2 separate regions of the Mus musculus genome follow, and region 1 is linked to region 2. The links are chromatin contacts, called in public promoter capture Hi-C maps. All regions are on one chromosome and are shown on one strand. Each heading gives the region's core, a stretch centred on a gene start, on an enhancer-like site or on the middle of the called end of the contact. The rest is flanking DNA. Distances are from core to core; before and after follow the strand shown.

Evidence for each region. Promoter capture Hi-C pulls out the DNA fragments that hold promoters and counts their contacts.
Region 1: a contact with region 2 is called in a promoter capture Hi-C map of pre-B cells. The contact joins the promoter of Nfkb1 here to the enhancer-like site in region 2. A contact is called at or near these places in 5 of 39 promoter capture datasets (the C10 cell line, cranial neural crest, embryonic stem cells and 1 more), 2 of 115 datasets of contacts at active chromatin or transcription factors (embryonic stem cells and large pre-B cells) and 2 of 9 other capture datasets (adipose tissue and liver).

The regions. Positions count from the first base shown.
Region 1 is chr3:135,690,231-135,697,579 of GRCm38.p6, forward strand. It overlaps Nfkb1 (nuclear factor of kappa light polypeptide gene enhancer in B cells 1, p105), which reads right to left and starts at 1,317. Exons shown (of 25, transcript NM_008689.2): 1 at 893-1,317.
Region 2 is chr3:135,374,409-135,381,106 of GRCm38.p6, forward strand. All of the region lies in intron 7 of Slc9b1 (solute carrier family 9, subfamily B (NHA1, cation proton antiporter 1), member 1), which reads left to right. Among named protein-coding and RNA genes, the nearest start is that of Slc9b1, 30 kb to the left of the region's middle. Within about 2 kb of position 2,338, at least 19 of the 459 cell types and tissues checked have an H3K27ac peak or open chromatin away from gene starts, as enhancers often do. A contact at or near this core is called in pre-B cells, where this site is marked.

The sequences.
Region 1 (7,349 bases), core at 67-2,566, 310 kb after region 2:
TTTAAAAGTTCATTAAAAAAACAAAACAGATTAAATCTAGATGATGAAATCTTTTTATCATTTGTCCCACTTAAGTTTTAGACTCGACCCATAAACAGAGCCAAGATTGGTGTCTGTCTCAGAAGACCGAAGGAAGCCTACATGTAGCAGAGGCGTCATGTTTGTATCGTTTTCTGTTTTGGAGGTCAGGCACAAAACATGGTGCCATTATCCTAGAGTTTCCCCGTAATCAAAAGTCTGAAAGGTGCTATTAGTAGGTAATTTCTCTCTCAAATGCCAGCCCTGGAGAATCGGTGTGAGGCCCTCCTTATTATTTTGAAAATCAAAGTTGAGATTTGGCAGCTGAATGCATGATATGTGTGTGTATGGGGAGGGGGGGGTGTCTATCTCAGATTGGTAAGTGGGCCCCAGGTTCTCCCGAGGGACTGATTCTTAGGAGCTGGGAAGGGCTTTGCCAGCCAGGAGGACTGACAGGCACTTCTGCTTTCATTTCACTGACCGCCCTTTGGTGAAATCTGGCTGTGCACTGCACCAAGCACCTTTCTATCTGTCCTAGGCCGGTGGCGGACCTCAGCCTGGCCGCCACCACCCCACCCCAACCCCGCCGCAGGGGCTTGGGTACATCTTTCTAAAACTTTGCAAGAGTTCCTCTCCGCTTCCCGTTCCCGCCCGCGGAGACGCCGAGGGCCCCGCCAGCCGGCCCGCAAGGCCTCGGGGCCGCCCAGTGCGGATGTGCCCTTTCCCCGCAGCCGGGGCCGCTCGATCCGCGACTCCTGCTTGGGGCTCTCCCCTAGTCCCCCCCCGAACCCCGGGAGCTTCGAGCCAGTGGGACCCGCTGCACCGTGGTGCGGAGAGCTGGCGGCTCCGTTCCTCTACCTGCCCCGGGGCTTACCCTGGAGATGCGGCGCGGCCTCTCCTCGCCTGCGGGCTCCCGCTGCGGAGCGGCGCGGACCGGCGGGAGCCCGAGCCGGGTCGGGGCGCGGGCGGGCGGGCGGGCGGCTCAGCGGCGCGCCATGGCTGCGGCGCGGGCGGAGAAGCGCGGGGCGGGCCGGGCGCGGCGGGGCCCTGAGCTCCGGCCTGCGCTGCTAGAGCCGGCCCGCGAGCAGGCCGAGGGCGGCGGCGGCGGCGGCGGCGGCGGCAGGCCGGGGGCGCGCAGGGCACGGGAAGCCGTCAGCGCGCAGCCGGGCTGCTCGGGTGGCGAAACCTCCTCTTCCTGCCCGGCTCGCCTCGGTACTTCTCTCTCGTCCTCTCTCGCTCACTCTCTCACTTCCTGGCTGGAAATTCCCACTGACGTCGAGAGAGAGCAGACAGACGGACGGACCCACGCGCGCGCGCACAGCGGGGGCGGGAGGTGGGGTCGCCTCCGGGGGTGGGGGAAGCCCGCGCGCCCCGACCCGGCGCCCCGAACCCCAAGCCCCGCGGCGGCCGCGACGCCCCCGGGAGGCGCCCGCAGCCCAAGGGCAGGCCCGGACAGCTGGAGGCCACGGGAGACCGGCCTGGTCCCCACGCGCTGGGCACAAAAGTCAATCTCATCTGCTTGTTCCCTCCTCTGGGGGTCTCGGCTACACTCAGATCGCTCCATAGAGCGGACAGGAATTTCGAGATCGTAGCTGAGGTTCTCTCCAGAGAACCATGAATTTATATTGGGTCTGGATGAAGTCTTCAATCCGCTCGATTATTTCAGCCACAGCGCATTGTCCGGCCTGTGTGATCATCGCTGTGGATGGAATTAGAGCGACAGTGAGACCCGCAGTGTTGGTTCACAGCTCATAAATCCTTATCCGGCTCAAGGGAGGTTATTTTTCTGGAGAGGCCTCCCACTGATGACCGTTTGCGAGCATTTGAGCGTCTTTATTCTTTGGGCAAAGTGCCTCCATGGGCCAGGAATGACAGCCTGGGGCTAGGTAGCTCCCAAGTGAGTTTTGACTTAAACCTATTTTAGAGTTCGGGGGTCTCACTACTGAGTTCAAGTGGAAATACAACTTTGAAAGGCCAGGGATCAATCAGGTAGTGAGCATGCAGTTTTATTTTGGTACTTAACCCTCCGCTCAGCGTTCCACTTATGAAGTTATAAAAAACCCTCTCAGTGGGATGTTGTTGAGGGAAACACAGGTGCCCCCCCCCACACTGTATATTAGAGAGTCTTTAAGTGACCTTAAAGAGCCCTGTAATCAACCTTAAAGCTATATCATTAAATTGTAGAGACCGTTTTGCCATCTAGAGTTCAGAGGCTTCCTATAGATGGAAGACAACGATGGTTGTTATTATTTATGGGACATTAGAAATTGTAACCTACGGGCCTGGGAAATGACTCAACAGAGTGGTCGTTGGGATCTTTAGCATTCCTGCAGGTGGGGGTATCTGTAACCTCAGCGGACAGTTGGACCTGGAACTCATTGGATAACTAACAAAGCCAAGCGCTGAGTGACAGAAAGTGACAAACACAGACCTCTGTGAGAGAGAGTGGGGGTGGGGGGGACAGAGGGAGGGGGAGGGGGAGAGGGCAAGAACTGTGTCCTTGTTACTATTTAGCACATTGCTATATAGTATATAAAATGATTCTTTTCCCTGATGATATAAATACAAAGCCTGAAAGCTCTGGTGAAACAACAAAGTATAAAGTGTTTGTCTTTCCTCTGAGGACTAGGTGGGATGGGGAAAACTCTACAGTCTGCAAGGTGGGGCAGTCCCATTGTCAAAGGCACATAAATAAGACTGTTACAAAGGTAGAGGCAATGGGATATACTACTAGAACACAAGTTGAAGACTGTTCATCAGCAAGAAGTATCTAGTTAAACTTCAAGCTCCAAATGATCCCATGGGATATACCTAAAACAGAAGCCTGTGTGGGAAGCAGGTAGACTAGGCTCCTATGTCTGTGGCAACAGAAACCAATGTCAGGGATTTGTTCCTTCACAGTCCTTGCTGCAAGAGGTCTGACATTCAGATGTGGTTGCCAAGGCCACACTCCACAGAAATCCTTTGCCTGGCCCCTGCCTCTGGTGGCTGCGGCAATGCCTGCCCTCTTAGGCTTGGCTGCAGCATTTCAGTCGTGCTTCATTATCGTGTCAACCCCTTCCCTGTGCTTCCTCTCATCTGGATCCAAAGAGACCTGCCTTTCTTTTATTTAAAAGATTTATTTTAAATTCTCTCTCTCACTCTGTGTGTGTGTGTGTGTGTGTGTGTGTGTGTGTGTGTGTGTGTGTGTGTCTGAGTGTTACAGGTGCCTGTGCTACACAGGCACCTGTGTCTAAGCGTTGCAGGTACCTGTGTAGCACAGATCTCTGTGTGGCGCAGTTGTCTGTGTGGCACAGGTGTCTGTGTGGTAAAGGTGTCTGTGTGGCGCAGGTGTCTGTGTGGTAAAGGTGTCTGTGTGGCACAGGTGTCTGTGTGGCACAGGTGTCTGTGTGGCACAGGTGTCTGTGTGGTGAAGGTGTCTGTATGGTGCAGGTGTCTGTGTGGCACAGGTATCTGTATGGTGAAGATGTCTGTGTGGTGCAGGTGTCTGTGTGGTGCAGGTGTCTATGTGGCGCAGGTGTCTATGTGGCACAGGTTTCTATGTGGCACAGGTTTCTATGTGGCACAGGTGTCTGTGTGGCACAGGTGTCTATGTGGCACAGGTTTCTATGTGGCACAGGTGTCTGTGTGGCACAGGTGTCTGTGTGGCACAGGTGTCTATGTGGCACAGGTGTCTGTGTGGCACAGGTATCTGTGTGATCCAGACAAATCATCAGCTCACCTGGAGCTAGCATTGCAGGTGGGTGTGAGACACCCAGCATGGGTGCTGGTAACCCAGTGTGAGTCCTCAAGCAAAAGTAATAGGTCTTCTTACCTTCTGAGCCATCCCAGCCCATACTCTTGTCTCTTGTTAAGAAACTAGCCATTCTGACCACCTCTTAGCTCAGGGAGGTCTGCAAAGGCTCATTTCTGAATGCAATAGTGTCCATAGGCATCATTGGTTAGAACATGAGGGCTGCAGTCCACTGCCATGGAACAACCAAACCAGTTACATCCTTCTGGTACCCCTGCTTTAATATTCAAAAGTTTTCTGTTTTCAACCCCTGCTTTCAGGGGGGTATTTCTAAGAATTTCATCCACTCTAAGGTGTCAAATAGTATTTGTCATAATCAGGCAACAAAGAAAACATGCTTATACGTGGAAATTCCATCACCAATACTGTGAAGGCAGATTGAACTTGTTGCTAAAGTATGTGAAATCAGACGCACTTCCCTTATCATGAAACTCCGCATTGGTAACAGTGTGGAGAGTGAGATCAGAGGTTGAAATCCATATAGTGCATAAATGGGAAGAAGTTATACAGTTTGAAGAGGAGTCACAAACTAGACCGTACTCTGAGCACTGAAAGCGCTAAAACGCATGCTGAAAAGGAGACAGGAGTGTTCTATTTTATTCCTAGAAAGAATACAACTTGGTTTTGACCATCCTGCTGCCTCCTTTTGCTTAGAATGAATCACTGCTCTTAGCCATAAAAGCCAAGGCTAAACAGAAGGACTTCACTTGACTTGAAATCCGTCTTGAATCTGGAGCCCCCAGCTTGCCTTGAATTATGTCTGTAATTTGTCAAGTAGTACCCGAGTCTCAGTTTTTTCACCTATACAGTAATCATAAATTATAGCCCAAGAACTATTTAGAATGCTTTACATTATATACAGTTCAATATATAAAGTGAATTATATACATATGTATTACACACACACACACACACACACACACACACACACACACTCACCATAAGTACCCTAACCCATAGTTTAATAAACTACAGGAAGTTAGAGAATGGAACATATGTTTACAAGTATAAACATTTGTTTTGGGAACTTAAAATTAAAATAAATTAATTTCCTTATAGTCTCAGGGGCTATAAATTCTTGCACTGTTGACCACTACAACATGGAATCATTGTGAGTATATTATTCTATATTGTCACAGTATTTTATTTCTCCTCCTTAACAATGCTAGCCATATTCTGTGTTGCAATTAGCACTAAACAGATCTTATTGAGTAAGCTCTCAATTAGTCCCCCAAAGAGAAAGAAGCTAAAATTTTACTGTTAACATAATGCTTGGAAGAGTGATCCCTTGTCTAATAGCCAGACAAAGGTGATTTGTATTAGATATTATCACTAAAAGTGACCCCAACAAAAGAGAACAAGAATATCTTTGTGATCCAGAAAAATCCAAAATAGTCTTCCCTTGCTGATGAAGAGACCCTGAAATGGAGACACCAAGTACATTCTAGAGAAAATCATCACGTCCTGGACAGTTTAAATGAATTACACACTACTGTCACTGTCCTCTACGAGGTCACAAAAGGCAGAGGAGCATGTGGTGTCACACAAAGCGAAGGAAAGCCAATAGTTGCATGGACGTATAATTACAAGCTTAGGCAGAGCTGGCACAGCACCGGAAGGCTAGCCTGGGAGTTAGGCCCTGAGGCTGTGAAATCCAGAGCCATCTTCACATTTGATCCTGGGGCTTGATTGTACCCTTCAGAAAGGAACCCACTCCCTTTCTGCACTAGGTTTCTGTGTGACCCTTCTCCTGCTACCAACCTATCCCAGGCTTCCTTTCATCCCTCTGTGAGGTGAGATGCAGATAACATCTGCCTCACAGCGGTCAAATAGACCGAGTACGTAAAGGGCTCACTAAGGCTCCGACTCTGAAAACCCTCCTTTATATTGGCTGTTACCCTTTGTACTGTGGTTTCTCGGAGGAAAAAACTTGGTGACAAGGCTAACATTCAGTGGATGTTGGAATTATCGATAAGACGAAAGTCAAAATAAACAAGAGGAATAAAAGACGGGTGACGCTTAAAACCACGGAATTTGGGTCTAAAGCATAGTTTGTATGAATTTCATAGCACCTAAAATGTGTTCCATTAGTAATAAAGAGATGTTAAAAAGATCATACTCTTTTCCTTCAAAGAGAGTTTGGCAATAGCAGAAGGGTAGATCACATACCTCACATGCAAGGAGTCCTGGGTTCAATTCCAGGCACTCAAAATGCCCACTCTCTTATCATAAAAAAATACCTTTAGGCAGTCAGTATGCAGTGACGCAGGAGGCCTCGTTCTGTGGCTAACTCATTCTGTCTGGGACAGGGAAGGGCAGTGTTAGACCGGAATCATGGCTGGAAGTGACACTGTCAGTGAAGATGTGGCTACACAGTATGCACTCAGGACGTCCTCACCACAGAGGCTGATAACAAATTCTGTGCAGCCAGTTCCTATGAAAAACTGTTAGGTGAGTAGTATCAGCCAGGACCACATGGCGCTCTTTTCTCCTCATCTTCTATCTATTCTCATAGCAAACCGCAGATTACAAAGGGACCGGGTTGTTTTAGTGCACGGAGGTCTTAATTTCCTATGACTGGAACCTAGGCTATCCTGACACAGCTCATTCACTTGTCCAGACCAGACAGCCATTCAAAGCATCCTGGGTTACCCAGAGGAAATACTAACATCAGTGATCTAAAAGGTCCGTTAACCCCGAGTCCCTTTCCTACCAGTACCTACCTGATGCTTGTCTTTGATGCGCTGATGCTTTCCAGGCAAGCCCATGGCTAAGTGAACCATCTCTGCAGCCCTTCAATGTCTGTTTTATTCATCTGCAAATCTAGATTGAGTGACTTCCCCTGCCCCCACCCAAATTAGATTTTAGTCAGTTCTCTAGTTTTTCTTTGCTGGTGTTTGTCTTTCAGCGGGAAGTTTGATCCATGGTTTCATGCACAGAAGCAAATTCTCTACCTAGAATCTTGGTCCCCAAGTCTCAGGTTTCACTGTTGCCAGTTTGGGCCTGCCATGGAGGTGCGTACCTTTAATCCCAGCACTCCAGAAGCTGAGGCGGGTGAGGACAACCTGGTCTAGACAGCAAGTTTCAGGCCAGCCAGGGCTTCACAGTGAGACCCTGTCTCCAAGCAAGCAAGCAAGCAAGCAAGCAAACAAACAAACAAACAACATCAAACCAAACCGTAACCAGTCAGTTTGGAGGCTGGGGCTGTAGCTCCTTGTTGGAACACGGTAGTCATGCATTTCAGGTCCCCGCACCCCTCTCCAAGGTAGTCTGGATCTACTTAATTGCTGCTCTCCTGATGTTTATTTATAGCTTCCTTATGATGAATCCAGGCCTGTTCCACATTTATATATCTCTATTTAGATTTTATTGGGCTTTAAATGGCTCCCTGGGTCTCAAGCTTATATCTTTCAACAGTTCTAAAAGCTGCCAGCCCATCCCGTGCCCGGTGTCCTGTGCTCCCTGCCCCCCCCCCCCCAATTATTGCTGTTTTGTTTGTTTGTTTAATATTTATTCCTTTTAGTTTTTTTGTTTTTGT
Region 2 (6,698 bases), core at 1,088-3,587:
TTTTTCCTTTCCTCATAACATGAGATTACACAGCTAAATGTTTTTGATTAAAGCTTTAGATACTCTGAGTATTGTATAGCCAGGTTCTTCATTAAACTCATTTTATTAGGGGTGAGCAAGAATCCTCAAAAATCACAGGGTGTGGTGGTGCATGCCTTTAAATCCCAGCACTCGGGAGGCAGAGACAGGCGGATTTCTGAGTTCAAGGCCAGCCTGGTCTAAAAAGTGAGTTCCAGGACAGCCAGGGCCATACAGAGAAACCCTGTCTCGAAAAACCAAAAAAAAAAAAAGAATTCTCAAAAATCAATTGATCAAAGATAGAGTCATGTTCCATGTCTGCTGCTGGGCATTGTGGCACCCCCCCCCCTCCCCGCCATCCCACACTAGGGAGGCTGACGCAGTAGCCAGTCAGGGGTACAGAGCAAGGTCCTATCTCTGAAAAAATCTGCTATCAGTTACTCACACATTCTTAGTTCCTCAGTGTATAGTGTCAAATAGTATAGTACAGTGTATAGTCCCTCATCTTATTCCCGCTCCTGTTGTGTGTCTGTGTATTTTAGTATGTACACTATTGTACTGTGTGTACATATGTATTTGTACACATATCCATATATTTATTATATGTGAGAGATTTTAGTAATGGGCATGTAAATAAAAATGCTTCTATTCTCAGAGCATTAAAATGTAAAACGACCTTTTCTGTCAGCACAAAGAGCCCTATCAATCTTCTCTATTATCCATTCCCTTGTGTTAAAATCCTTCAAGTTGGAAGTATTGTCCATAGCTCGTAGCTTATTTTCATTTTCAGTTCATTAACTCTTGCATCCACTTACACATTCCAGCCAAATTTTTAAAACGATCACTCATTGCATACTTATTGCTAAATGTAGTGAATTTCACACTTTAACTGTGAAGCACCCTAATACATATATGCATACATGCATACATACATACATATGCACATACATGCATACATACATACATATGCACATACATGCATACATGCATACATACATACACATACATATATCTGTGCTGGAAATCAAACCCACTGCCTCAAGTATATGAGGCAAGGATTTTGTCACTCAGCTACACTCCTGGCATGTTTTTATCATGTATAAATTAAAACACAGCCACGTGTAAGGCGTAGCCACGTGTAAGGCACAGCCACTTGACGTGCCTTCTGGTTATCCCTTCAGCTGAAAGTTATCAGGGCACCACGGCCTCTACACTGACACTGCCGTCTCACTCACAGCATTTCTTAGAGACCATGAGTGGCTCTCTGTGTGGAATTTAGCTTCTGTTTCTCTAATTAATAAGCACCGGCACTAAGCCCTGCTGTAGGTACTGGAACTGCCCATACAGCTGCTTTGGTAAAATGACAGTCAAATCTTTCGCCAGTTTTTAAAATGTTGTCCATTGATTTCTTACTGAATTTCAAATGATTTCTTCTTTATTTTATGTGTATGAGTGTTCTGCCTGCATGTATATCCGTGCACTACGTGCATGCTACATCCACAGAAGTGAGAAGAGGGTGTCAAGATCCCCTGGAAATGGAGTTGCATATGATTGTGAGCTGCCTTGTACATTCTGGAGTTTCAACCCAGATCCTTGGGAAGGGCAGCCAGTGCTGTTCACCACTGGGCATCTCTCCAGCTCTCTATGTTTATGTCTAGACCAGTCTTTCATCTAGGATATACAATCCGAATTTTTCCTTCTAATATGTGACTTGCTTTAATTCCTTCCATAACTAGCTAAGTAGTGACTAAAAGAACAGAAATTTATTCTTCAAAGTTCTGAAGATTGGAAGGCCAAGGAAGATATTGGCAGGTTTGATTTCTCTTTCAGCCTCTCTATCTGGCTTTCAGATTGCCACCATCTTCCTGTGCCTTTCCATGCCCTGTCCTCTCATTGTAGACATCCTTGTGGTCTCTTCCTGTTCTGATGAAATACTGGGCCTCTTTGATCCAGGTCCACCTAACCTATGACTGCCTTTAACTGTTACCAGCTCTTCAAAGGCTTTCTCTCTGAATCTAGCCTCATTGCTGGTCAGCTTGGCATGTGGATTTGTGAGAACAGGGACACAGTTCAGTCCATAACAGTCCCTAACTTGCCAAACCTTCCTTCCTGTTTTCTCTAACAGTCATCCTTTTCTCTCTTCTAGCCTTTAAGTATAGGAATGTTATAGGGCCAGTATGAGACCTTCTCATTCTCCCATAACTTCTATGGTTTCAAATTCTGTCTATAAGCTATTAACTTTCAGACACAGCATTCAAGTCTCATTGCCTTGAACACAGGAAGCACCTGGCAGTTTCTCCAAGTGACAGTGCCACATCAGAAGAAGAGGACCCCGTCTCTCCAGTCAGAGGTTGTACCCATCTCAGACACGAGAAATTACCATGGGAAATGGTTAGCGTTTCGCTTTATATCCCGAACTTACTGCAGCAAGAAATGAACATTTTTGAAGAATTTGCTGATTCTTCTGTGAGCTTCTCACATGTTAGCCCCTCTTTATCTTTGTCATGATGGTTTCAGTCTCACATTATTTCAGTTTTACAGATGGAGAAACAGTTATGGGATAGTTAGATGAATCACTTCAAGTTACACAGCCTGTAGTGAGTGTATTGTAGTCTGAACACAGGGCTTCCATGCTCAGCGCTGTACGTGTGTGAATAACACTTATCATAAGTTGACATTTCAAGTCAGATTAAGGAAGCTTTAGTCAAAAAGCATATTAAGGAAATTAGAATATTATTTGAGGAGAAACTACATTTTGATATTTTTCTTCCAGTACATGTCAAATGAAGTAAAGACTGAAAATGTTTTAAGTTAAAAGGTTGAAAGTAGAAAACATCAGATTTCTTTCTTTGTTTTCCATACAGTGTTTCTCTGTGTAGCCTGGCCGTCTTGAAATACAGACCATGCTTAAACTCAGAGATTACACCCTCTGCCTCCCTAGTGTTGGTATCAAAGACATGGTGCCACCACCACCTGGCTCAGATTTCTTTTTTTTTTTAAAAAGTTTACAAGACAAAAACATTTGTTTGTTTTAAATAGGCAGGTAACGTGAGCAGTGGTGATATACAACATGCTACCTAGAAGCACACATGGGTCACGACATGGTTAAATGTGACCTCAGTATGTATGGCCTGACTGTTGTGTGTTGGCGGGGAAAAGATGCAGCGCCCGCTCAGGAGTGCTCAAGAATAGCACGTATCACCTGTCCCTGCGCACCACAGCAAAGCTCATGAGTCCTTGCCTCCCGCTGGCTCTGTCCTGTCTCTGTCGGCATGTGGCTTCCTAATCGCCCCATTAATTTTTAACAGTGTCTCAAAGAGGAAATTTAAAATTTGATTTCAGTTTCCTGTTTCTTTTATGGTTGGTTCTATTTGTAGAATATCACAGGTTTCCTAATACAAGCTTTTAGGCTTAGGCAGGTGCATTGGCCACCGTGAGGCAATTTTCTTTGTGCTCTGTGAGGTAGGAGCCGAGGTGCACCTGCGTTGCTTTTCTGCAAGGATTTATAGTTGTTCCCACACCAGTTACTGCACCGTAACAGCTTTGCCAGAAAATCATTATTTATACTTATATATAATAACTACTTAGTATTTTACGGGATTGGATTATTCTGAGTTCTTTCCATTTTCACACTCATTTTAGATTAGTTTGTCAATTATTATTTAAAAATAGCTTCTTGGACTTTTAATGTGATTGAATTGACTCTATAGATAATTTGAAATTGGTTACCTTACACAGTGTAGAATCTACGATGGTGACCTAACCTATCTATTGAATTGAGTCCTACTTAATTTTTCAATCAATGTTTTATAGTTTGCAGGTGTTTAGTGTAAATTTGATACTGGTTTAAGGTTGATTCCTAAGTATTTTTGTTTTTCCATACTCTTATAAAATTGGGTTATTTATTTATTTATTTATTGTTTTTCTTTTAGTATTTTCAACTCAAGCTCTCTCTGTGTAAGAGCCCTGGCTATCTTGGAATGCTCACTGTAGACCAAGCTGACGTCAAACTCACAGAGATCTTCCTGCCTTTGCCTTCCTACAGCTGGGATTAAAGGTGCGTGCCACCAGGCCCAGCAAAGCTTTTTTTTTTTTTTAACTTTCAATTGTTGTTGTTCCATAGAAAATGTAGTATGCATACACATACATATTTGTGCATTTAATGTGGATTTTTATTTGTTTTAAAGATGTATTTATTTTTATTTTATGAGTGCTTGCCTAATGAATGTCTGTGCACCGTGTGCGTGTCTGGTACCCACAGAGTTTGTTTGCATAGACTTTTATAGAACTGAATGGAAAATTCTGCCTGCTAATTATTCCTGCTTTAAATGACCCTTCAGCTATATCTATTTGGATTTTACATTTTGTAAATGAATTGCTGATATCTGAGAACTGTACTTAGAGTGTTAGTGGCCGAGCCTGTGTATTTTTACTGTTTAGGGGACATCTGTGGCAAAAGTCGGGATCTAGTTGCTCCCTGCACAGTATCTACCTTTCCTCTGATATAGACTTTCATATTTCATGATTTATGCAGGCTATGCTTTATGTCAGCTTGACACAAATAGGGTTATATAGAAGGGAGCATCAGTTGAGAAAATTCCTCCATTATATAGCTTGTAGGCAAGTTTATGGGGTCTTTTCTTGACTAATGGATGCTTGATATGGAAGGGACCAACCCAACTGGGGGCCGTGACCTCCCTGGACAGGTGGTTCTCCGTACCATCAAGAAGCAGATGCATCAAGCCATGAGGAGCAAGCCAGCCAGCAGTGAGCGTTGTCTTTTCATCAGCTCTTGCCTCCAGGTTCCAGCCTTGAGTTCCTGCCCTGACTTCTCTCCATGATGGACTTTGAGTCAAAAGATTAAATAAATCCCTTTCCTCCCCCGAGTCGCTTTTGGTCATGGTCTTTACCAAAACAGTACAAACCAAATTAGCACAGAAATGTGTGCCAGTATCATGGAGTATTACCATGACAAACCTGACTGTAGTGTTTGGGAGAGGGTGTGGATGGATGGGGTTTGGAACATTGGGCTAGAAAAGCCATTGGTGCTCAGAGCTTGATGAACTGTTGAAGGATCTTGGAAGATGGGGATGCTGAAAGGGATACAGATGGTGGAGACCTGGCTTGTAAAGTTTCAAAGGGAAGCAAAGACTCTACCTAGGCCATTCATGTAATATTTTCTATTAAGATGATCAGCTCGAGCTGAAGAATCAATGGCGATGAAAAGAGACCAGAACCACTGAAGTGAAACCATTGCTTTATGCTGATTACTAGGTTAATGGGCACACTCACTGGGGCTGAGAGATCAGTGGTGATTAAGAAGAGATCTGCTTCACTGTGTGAAACCTCAGCATATTTCCCAAGTGTCAGCACACAGAAGCTGTGGTCCAAGAGGGTCAAGGCTGCATCTCATGCAGACAGTTTAACTTGGTAATATGTAAGAGTTCCCCAGGCGACCATGATTTTGCATGAAGGGCCTATGGAGAGCTTGGCACTGAAAGGCCAAGAGAGGCCACTGGTGAAGGTTCAGCTTGCAGTGTAAAACCCAGAATTGGAGGGCTCATGGTGAGAGACTGAAGTCTGGGAACATGCAGTCTGAAAGAGGCCACTGGTAAAGATGCAGCCTGTGAGATAACCACATGTTGGAAATACCAGAACAGTATTGGCTGCCAAGAATTGGGACAGATGTGGGATGGAGCCTATTAGACAAGCTGTGTGTGCTATAGATGGCAAAGCCAGTGATATGGGGTTGCGAGACCTTTTGGAGCCTAGATGATCATGAGTGGATTCCAGATGCCAAGAACTGGACTTTTTTCCACGGTTGGACTTCGCTTCTGCTTTGGTTTGAGTGTGACTGTACCCTAGTTCTTCTCTTCTAGAATAAAGATTATTTAACTTGTTTTTCTTTTTCTTTTTTTTTTAAATTTTATAGGTGATACAAAGAAACTTTGGAGTTTTAGAGAAATTTTGCATATTTTTAAAGGATTGAACTGTTCTTTTGTCTTTTTTAGTTTTTTGAGATAGAGTTTCTTTGTGTAGGCCTGTCTGTCCTGAAATTCATTATGCAGACCAGACTTGCCTTGAACTCAGATCTGCCTACCTCTGCCTCCTGAGTGCTGGGATTAAAGGTGTTCACCACTATGGCCAGCATAAAAGGTTGTATTTAAAGTGTTTCTATTTTAAGATAAGATATTACTATTTAGTCCTGGCCAGTCTAGAACTTACTCTGCAGACCAGGTAGTCCTTGAACTCACAATTTCACCTGCCTCTAAAGTGAGGTTTAAAGATAGTGAGACTTTAAAAGTTGGAATATTATTTATATTATGATATTCATAGTATGAAATCTTGGGGATAAACAAGAAAGGAAAGGTTATAGTTTAATAGTAATGTATTGGCTCATCAAGTTGACAAGGGCTTACTTTTTTGGTAGATTGTTTTTCTCAACCTGACATAAACAGGAGTCATCTAGGAAGAAAATATCTTCAACTGAAAAAAAAAATGCCTCCTTCAAATTGGTCTGTAGGCAAAGTTTGGTCATGGTATTTCTCATCGAAATAGAAACTGAACTAGGAAACTGTTTCTCCAAATCTCATATTATTTAATAGTTACTTATTTACATATTTTAGACTTTGCAATAACTGGAGAATGCTCTCTGTGCTACTGACGTGTTAAAGAGAAAG